2 separate regions of the Mus musculus genome follow, and region 2 is linked to region 1. The links are chromatin contacts, called in public HiChIP or PLAC-seq maps. All regions are on one chromosome and are shown on one strand. The core of a region is the stretch at or near the end of the contact, and the rest is flanking DNA. Distances in the headings are between cores, read along the strand shown. Region 1 has its middle 24 kb from the start of Mfhas1. Region 2 overlaps 1700015I17Rik (a long non-coding RNA gene).

Region 1 (4,066 bases), core at 1,105-3,604:
TGTGTGTGTGTTTAAGATATATATGTGTGTGTGTGTATGTATGTGTATATATGTATATATGTATATATGTATATATATATATATATATATATATATATATATATATATATATATATATATAGAGAGAGAGAGAGAGAGAGAGAGAGAGAGAGAGAGAGCACGAGAGAGCACAGAGAGAAAGCACCCAAGAATCTACTTATTAAAGTGAGAGTACCCACTTATGGGTGATTCTTAATACTCTCATCGTTTTAGACCCCAAACATACACCTCCCTAACCAAAGCAACTATTACACTTCACACGTTTAAATTTTTGCCTACGATTACTTGTTTTACGTGGGTGAGAGCATGTATGTGGATCATCTCCCAGTGCCTTCGTGCAGGTCAGAGGTCAGTTGGTTCTCTCCTTCCCCTATGTGGGTTCCAGGGATGGGACTCGGTCAGTGTTGGAGTAGTCTCCTCTTCTCATTGAGCTCTCTCACTGGCCCACTGCTTTATGTTCCTACAGGCTATGCTACTTGACATTTTTCTTCAAATTCAGTAAGTATGTAATTTTGAGATAAGTGAAACAAAGCCTAAATTTGTACTATTGTTTTGGCTTATTCCTAAACCTCCTGTGGAGAAGGTATGATAGCTTATGTGTGTCATCCCAGCACTCAGGAGGCTGAAGTAGGAGAACCACAGGACCAAGGCCAGACTGGGCTACAGAGTAAGACTGTGTCAAACAAATACCTCCAAGCTCTTTGAGGATGGTGAGCTAAGGAGAGTGATTGTACTCGGTACCATGGCATGTATGGTTCCACCAGAGTTGATCGTTGGTGAGCTGCCACTTCATATCTGTCCTTGTTGAGGTTACTATTGCTGTGATAACATCATGACCAGAGCAAGTTGGGGAGGAAAGGGTTTATTTGGCTTACACTTCTATATCACAGTCCATCTCAGAACAGGAACTCAAACAGGGAAGAATCCTAGAGGCATGAGCTGATGCAGAGGTCACGGAGGGGTGGTACTTTATTGGCTTGCTCCTCATAGCTTGTCCAACTTGCTTTCTTATAAAACCCAGGATCACCAGCCCAGGGATGGCATCACTCACAATAAGCTGGGACCTCCATCATCAATCATTAATTAAGAAAGTGTACAGCCAAATCTTATGAAATCTTTTTCCAATTGAGAGTCCCTCCTCTCTGATGACTCTGGCTTGTGTCAAGCTGACAGAAAACTAGCCAGCACAAAGCCTCAAATTAGATGCTTAGGAATCCTTAGAATATCTCTCCAGGAGAATTATAAGATGAAAAGTATTTTGAGGGGTACTGGGGAGATGAAAGGTAGGAAAAGACATAAATAAAATCTGTATTAATTAAGTTCATCTAGATGGGGCAGAAAACCCAAAATCGGTGTGAAGTAAATGGCTTAGTGGGGGTTCCTTTTGGTTCTGTGTAGATTCAGTTGTGATGTTGGCCCCTCACTGTGAGAAGGCTTCTCTTCTTGTTCCATCTCGTTTCCATCCCACTTCTACAGTCTATGAATGGTTTCTTTTGTCTTTAGCCCAACCGACTTCACTCATCTTTGGAGCTGCAAGGCTGACATGCTCTCCTAAAGCCCCTTAGCCAGGCTGTTATCTCAGTCCTGCATCCCATTCTGGGAGTGTCCCACCTCTTTAATGACATAAATTTGCATACACTAGTTTCACTCTCTGGGCTATAAGTTCAAAGGTTGTATCTTACATGATTGCTAATATAAATAGAATTTCTCATTTAAATACTATTTTAATAAATTATACTTGATAGTCTAATACCAGTTTATAATGCAGCACATAATTTTTGCCTGGGTTTCCAAAGTTGTTAAATGGCAGAGTCAGGCTTAGATTCTTGTGGGTGAGTTTCCAAAGCCTTTTTTCCGTGGTGCTTTCTAGATCCTTACACTCTCAAGGGTCAGAGAAAATAGTTCAGGTCTTAGATTCTATCCCCAGCATCAAAGAGTAAATGAAAGAAAATAAAAATAAACTCTTATAGCATACATGAAGAACATTTTTGTATTTTCCTGTGTAGAATTATGTGCTCTGTGTTCTTTCCAGATATCAAGTCAACTCTTCTAAAACGTGCATTTGCTTGGTTTTAAGAATTGCCATTGAGTAGGAAAGCCACATTGACGTTTGAGTTAATAAAGAGATTTTTTTAAAAAGACACTTGATTTAATAAACAAAGGCATCAACTAGTGAAATTGTGAACCTCACAAAGGGTGGGCAGGAACAGCCCACATTCTCTCCCAGTTTTTATTTCCTCTTATATATTAAGTCTTAAGTCAGTCAGCAGCTATGTGCTGACCCGTCCCTGCTGTGCCCTCTGGCCCTTCCAACTCATGATGAACTCATTAAGGTTTCTCCTCTTGGCCCTGTGAAGAAAGAGTAATGGCTGAGTCAGCATAGTGGGGAGGGAGGGAGGTGGATATCATAGCAAAGACTGCATTTCAGGGAAGAAAAAAAAACTGAGATGAAATGTACCTAGAAATTGAGCTAAAATTCTAAACAAACACACTGAGTTTTCCTCTTCCACGGCTTGCCGCTACAGTGCATGCTGGGTGGAGAACACTGACTCTTCTTTCTTATCTCTCCTTCCACCTGGGTAACAGAATCATCCCATGATCCCTGGCGTATGGCCATACTGAGTAATGTCTTTGAGACACCACGGTTAATGACCTCAGTTGATAAAGCTGCCTTCCATCCACCAACACTAATTTTTATTACTATCCTGGGTACTAGAATTGACTAGCTAAATAGACTAGTTAAATAGACTAGTTAAATAGATGAGGATGAGAGCCAGATGTCTCATTGGAAACCAGGGAAAGAAGCAAGACTGGTGGAGGTCGTGGTGGAAGGGTTGGCCGCATCTCTATGAATGTGTGTTACTGTGAAAGGATTAATGTAGAAGTATTAGTCGAGATGTGTACTATTTTGTGTACGTAAATTTCCTTTTCATTTCTCTCTGAGGCAGGGACACTCAGCAGCCACACCCATATGTAGCAGCCCTTTACCTCCAGGACTTCTCTTCAGGAAAAGGATCAGGACAAATGGCTGATTCTAGGACTGGGGCAGCTAACATACAAGAAGGGGCTGGAAGGAGCATCTTGTCGAAGAAGAGTCTAAGGAAGTGCTCTATCTTCCTTCCAACTCTCTGAACACAAGGACATTTGCCAAAAGGCCAACACAGTTGAAAGATAATGAAGCTGAAGAAATATTGGATTATGATTCAATGTATTTTTTTGAGTCCATAGTTATAAGTAAATGACTAAATAAACAGGAATTTCATATAATTTTTGTAAATACCTTGTCTCAAGGAGGTATACATAGCTTCTTGCAACTTAAGTGTGTGCTATGGAGTGGCTTCCTGTGCAAGAATTAAAACAGAAATTTGACAAGCACTTCCTCAACCAAGTGACCAGAGGTCACGGAGCAGTGGCAGGTCATGTGAATGCTAGGTAGCCTTACTAAGATGGGAAAACAATGGTTTCTTGTCTCTGGGGCTTCCTTAGAAGCCTACTAAGTGCAGTCTAGACAAGTATCATTAAGGGACATCCTTTGAAACGTCTCAAAATGGAAACTCCTTAAAACGGTTAAACCCCTCAAGAAGAAATGAAGCCTAAAGCTACACAAGGTGGGAATGCCTGCAATTCCAGCACTTGGTGGCTTCATCTGAAGGAGATCAAAGGCAGACACGGAGAGATAGGTTTTTTTTTAAAAAAGACAAGGAAAAGTAAGTAGGAAAGAAAAGACTATATGGCCTGAGAGACCTGGTGACTGCATATGGAAAGAAAGTGTTATCTATCACAGTCAGCAGGATCCTAAGGAGCCATGATTACCGTATGTGGTGTCTGGGGTGGTATATTAGTCACTTTACGTACTGCTAGGGTGGAACAGCTTTAGAAAGTAAGGGTTTGTTTCGTTCCATTTGAGATATAGTCGATTGCTGTGGGGGAGTTAACCGCAGCAGGAGCGTGAGGCAGCTGGTCACACGGTGTGGGCAGTGAGGAAGCAGAGAGAGGGATACTAGTGCTCAGTTCACCTTTCTTTCTT
Region 2 (4,066 bases), core at 1,034-3,533, 140 kb after region 1:
CACCTCCTCAGCCATAAACATGGATTTAGCTTTCTAATGTCCATTCGCTTACATTACCCAAGCTCCCCCAGGGGCTGTGGCTCTAGATCTGCCTGTGTCACTCACTGTCCCTGACTCTTCTGTCATCCTACTGCATGCACAGATATACCCTGCCGGGCTCCACCAGCAGCTGCGTGGGAGCCAAAATAGTTCCCAATGAGATAGTGACTGTAAGACAGCTGTAGCCTCAAGTGACTTGGAATGTCACATGCTTGTCCCCAAGTGCTGAGTGTACCATGTGACAGGAGGAATTCTAAAAATGGCTGGGTATGCAGTCTGGTATAGAAGCCCTGAGAACTCCAGGGCCAGAGTGTGGATTTGTGTGTGTACAATAAGATGGCACTAGATTTAAAACACGTAATGTTTATTACAGATCGATGGAACACCTCTGTTCGTGCTTGAGTGCTCTGGGAAACCACTCTTTTCCTTTTAGTTTGGTTTGCACATGAGCAGGGGTGTGTTTGTGTGTGTGTGTGTATACGTGTTTGTGTGTCTGCACATGCACACCCGTGTATGCATACATGTGCATACACAAGCACATAATGTGTGCACACGTGCACATACATATGTGTCTGTGCTTGTGCAGTGCATATATGTGTGTGCATGCAGTTTGTGCTTCAACTTATTTTATTTATTTGCCTTTTGTTTGTCTGTTTGTGAGAAAGAGACAGAGTTGGAAAAGGAGGCCCAAGTTGACCTGAACTTGTGACCCTGTCTCATTCTTCCGGAACACGGAGCCTGCATGTGTGTGTAACTACACTAGAAGGGCACTTGTGCAGTCAGTGTTGGGTAGAGATAAAAGAAACCAGCCATGTGGCACTGGCCTCATGGGGCCATTGGGACCAATGAGTCAGCTCTGCGTGGCAGTTGGAGTGAGATTACTTCATTCTGAGCTTGAACGGTGGGGTGGTGAGGTGGGTTGGCCATTGCCGGCAAAGTTATCTCTAAGCTTTCTAATGCCTACTGCCATTCAGAAATGAGATTAGAGGCAGGCTGATATTTCTTTTGGTCTCAAGACAGAATATTACTTAACACAGGATCCTGTCTCTCACCAGTTTCTTGTATAACCCAGGCTGGCCTGTAATGCACTAGAACATCCTTGAACTTCTGATCTTCTTGAGATCTGAGATCGCAGGTCATACCGCCACATCTGGTTTATATGGCTCTAGGGTGCAAATGCAGCGTTCATGTTTGCCGTGCCCTAACCACAGAGCCACAATCCCAGCCTAACTTTCCCCAGGTTTTCTAGAACTTGCTTTTCAGCAGGCATTTTGAATTTTGCATCAATCATAACCCACACCTAATTTGACAGGCTTTTTGTGACTCAAAGGCACTTTCTGTTTGACCTTGTTTGACGAGTCCCACGAGAGACTCTCTGCCCTTTTCCTTTCTTTCTTCCTGCTTCTGTGAGGGGCCATTTCTTGAATTTCTTTTTGAAGGCTGGCCTATTCTATGCTGAGACATATCTCTGAGCCCTCGTTTGACAAGTCAAGACTGTGAGGTTACAGGAACCCATTTTCTGAACAACCCCCATGCCTCAGGGACCTTAAGAATTGTCACCGTGTTAATTGTGTACATTTGGACAGAGCCTGACAGAATGTCTGATATTTACCAAACATTTTAGGAACTAGGATAGAAGCCTCTAAACCCTGAGAATTCTAAATACACTCTCCAGATATTGAAAAAGCAAGGTGTGATAGTAAAATCTATTATTCTGTCAGTACCAAACAATGAATCCGATACTGTTTTATCTTTATTTATCCCCAGAAAATGAAGGTAAATCATAATACAAAATTAAATGTAAAAATCGAATAAGATTGTAAATTGATGTACAGTCTTCAGATTGACTCACATTCATCTCCGCCATGTGCATCTTGTGGCTTTAATGTTATCCACCTTCTTTAGTAGTAAGAAGAGCTGGCTTGCTGGATGGGCATGGCAGTGTACACCTTTAATCCCAGCACTTGGGAGGCAGAAACAGGCAGATCTCTGAGGCCGGCCTGGTCTACAGAGTGAGTTCCAGGGTAACCAGGGCTTCACAGAGAAACCCTATCTTGTAAGATCAAAACAAAACCAATCCAGCAAAAAAATTAGCTGGCAGATACAGCCAGTCAAGGCGCAACTTCAGGGCATGAATTCTCTTAGTCTTTGAAGTAACTATATAAATTAGGTTCCAATATATCCTTTCGGCAGAAGGAGGAATGGGCATGAGGAACCAGTGGCCGGAAGTGTGTGACTCATGAACAGCAGGACACAGACCCAAATTCTGAATGTTCACTACAGTCTGGCTCTCTATTGATGTGTTTTGCTGTGTCTGAATTATTATTGAAACAAATTTAAAGGCTTATTACTCTTGTCTGTCCCCCACTGAAGCTTATCTGGTCATCTCCCTCATAGCTCATGCATTAGTGGTCAGAGAATGGTTAAGAGCCAGCCACAAAGGAGAACATTTGTAGCACAAGGTTGCATTGCTTCCCATGGCCAAATTCAAGTTCCCAACCTGAGAAGAGACATGCGCTAGCACCTCATTGCGCAGTATTTTTCTCACACAAGCCCCACAAACAGCACAGACTCAAGACCACAGGAAGTAACAAAGTAAAAGATAGAGAACAATTTTTTCTTTTTTTTTAATTAGATATTTCTTTTATTTACACTTCAAATGTTATCCCCTTTCCTAGTTTCCCCTCCGAAAATCCCCTATCCCCTTCCCCCACCCCCTACTCCCCAACCTACCCACTCCCACTTCCTGGTCCAGGCATTCCCCTATACTGGGGCATAGAGCCTTCACAGGACCAAGGGCCTCTCCTCCCATTGATGACAGACTAGGACAGAGGATGACAATTTTCTTAATTTAAATGTAAGTTGACTAATTATGCGTTATGGAAGTGTAATTGGTATACTCTAATTCTAATTAAAAGGTTACATTTCTGGAAATTAAACAATTAGCTCTCAAGGTCCCATCCTTCAAAGGTAGTTCATTCTACTGGAAGTTTGTTTGTTTTGAATGTAAATTAAGTCACGGGTGAAACGGAGGCCTTGAATCACAGTCTCAGTGGAGTCACTACTGAGTCTTCTAAGGTCACAAAACTGCTCACCTAAGGGCAAATGAGGGCTGACCTCTAAGGCAGAGAGGTTTGCGTTCTGTTCTGCCACCTGGTGGCTGTCATTGGAAACTGCTCCTGTTCGCAGCTGCTCTCCAGTGCTCGCGGATGGAACGTGTCACGTGACCCTTCCTGGCGTACTCGCCCTTGAAGCTATAATTAGGCTTGCCGTAGATAATCGGACTCTTTTCATTCTATCGTCCCCCCATACTAAGATCTTTAAAAGAAATTCCCACACGTGGGGCCAGAGGGCAGTTGAGTGACACATGAGCGGTTTTTTTCTTTGCCCCCCCTACCGTGAGCAAGCACCTCAGCTGCTCAGGGTGGAAAAACAGCTATGCCCAGGCTTGGCTTGGAAATGTCACCCAGGGTCTCCCTTATCCTAGCAAAGCTCATCTTGCTATTGTTTAATTGGTTTACAGGCACTTGGGAGTCTGGATTTTAAATATTCCTTCCCAAGATTCCCCAGTTTCCTGGGTTGAATATAGCCACAATCCCAGTTTCAATTGTCAATCATGCACTTCCATCCATCAATCCTGCGGTATCATCGTGGACCTATTTTTAAGACAATGAGAACATCCATCTGTACTGTCGGCTTGGAAATGATAAGGTCATTGTTGCTATGCTAACCCATACGACAGCTCCCATCTTTAATGTATTTAAATGTAATCCTCTATTAGAGGGTGGCTCCCAACCATTCTCCCATCTTCTTCATTTTTGTGCCGTCTGCTCGGAATCCATTCATACCACGGACATCTGCTGAGCTCAGTGGCAGGCTGGTATCTTGGCTGGGTGATGTAGACAGAAGATGAAGCCCAGGAGAACACTTGAAAGGCTTGGTGTGGTTCCCTCAGAGTGTCAGGAACTCTTCTGAGGCCTTATCGACTGAGCTCTCTGGCTCAGAAGGGGACACATTTGGAAGCATC

The links. HiChIP or PLAC-seq counts read pairs in DNA pulled down with a chosen protein or histone mark.
Region 2: a contact with region 1 is called in an H3K4me3 HiChIP or PLAC-seq map of bone marrow-derived macrophages, with 6 times the contacts expected there. The contact joins two enhancer-like sites. A contact is called at or near these places in 10 of 484 Hi-C or Micro-C datasets (the HL-1 cell line, bone marrow-derived dendritic cells, bone marrow-derived macrophages and 7 more), 10 of 115 datasets of contacts at active chromatin or transcription factors (CD8 T cells, bone marrow-derived macrophages, craniofacial prominence and 7 more) and 1 of 9 other capture datasets (bone marrow-derived macrophages).

The regions. Positions count from the first base shown.
Region 1 is chr8:35,561,832-35,565,897 of GRCm38.p6, forward strand. No RefSeq gene overlaps it. Among named protein-coding and RNA genes, the nearest start is that of Mfhas1, 24 kb to the right of the region's middle. Within about 2 kb of position 2,355, at least 23 of the 459 cell types and tissues checked have an H3K27ac peak or open chromatin away from gene starts, as enhancers often do. A contact at or near this core is called in bone marrow-derived macrophages, where this site is marked.
Region 2 is chr8:35,704,823-35,708,888 of GRCm38.p6, forward strand. It overlaps 1700015I17Rik (a long non-coding RNA gene), which reads right to left. Exons shown (of 3, transcript XR_378890.3): 3 at 3,169-4,066. Among named protein-coding and RNA genes, the nearest start is that of 1700015I17Rik, 13 kb to the right of the region's middle. Within about 2 kb of position 2,284, at least 47 of the 459 cell types and tissues checked have an H3K27ac peak or open chromatin away from gene starts, as enhancers often do. A contact at or near this core is called in bone marrow-derived macrophages, where this site is marked.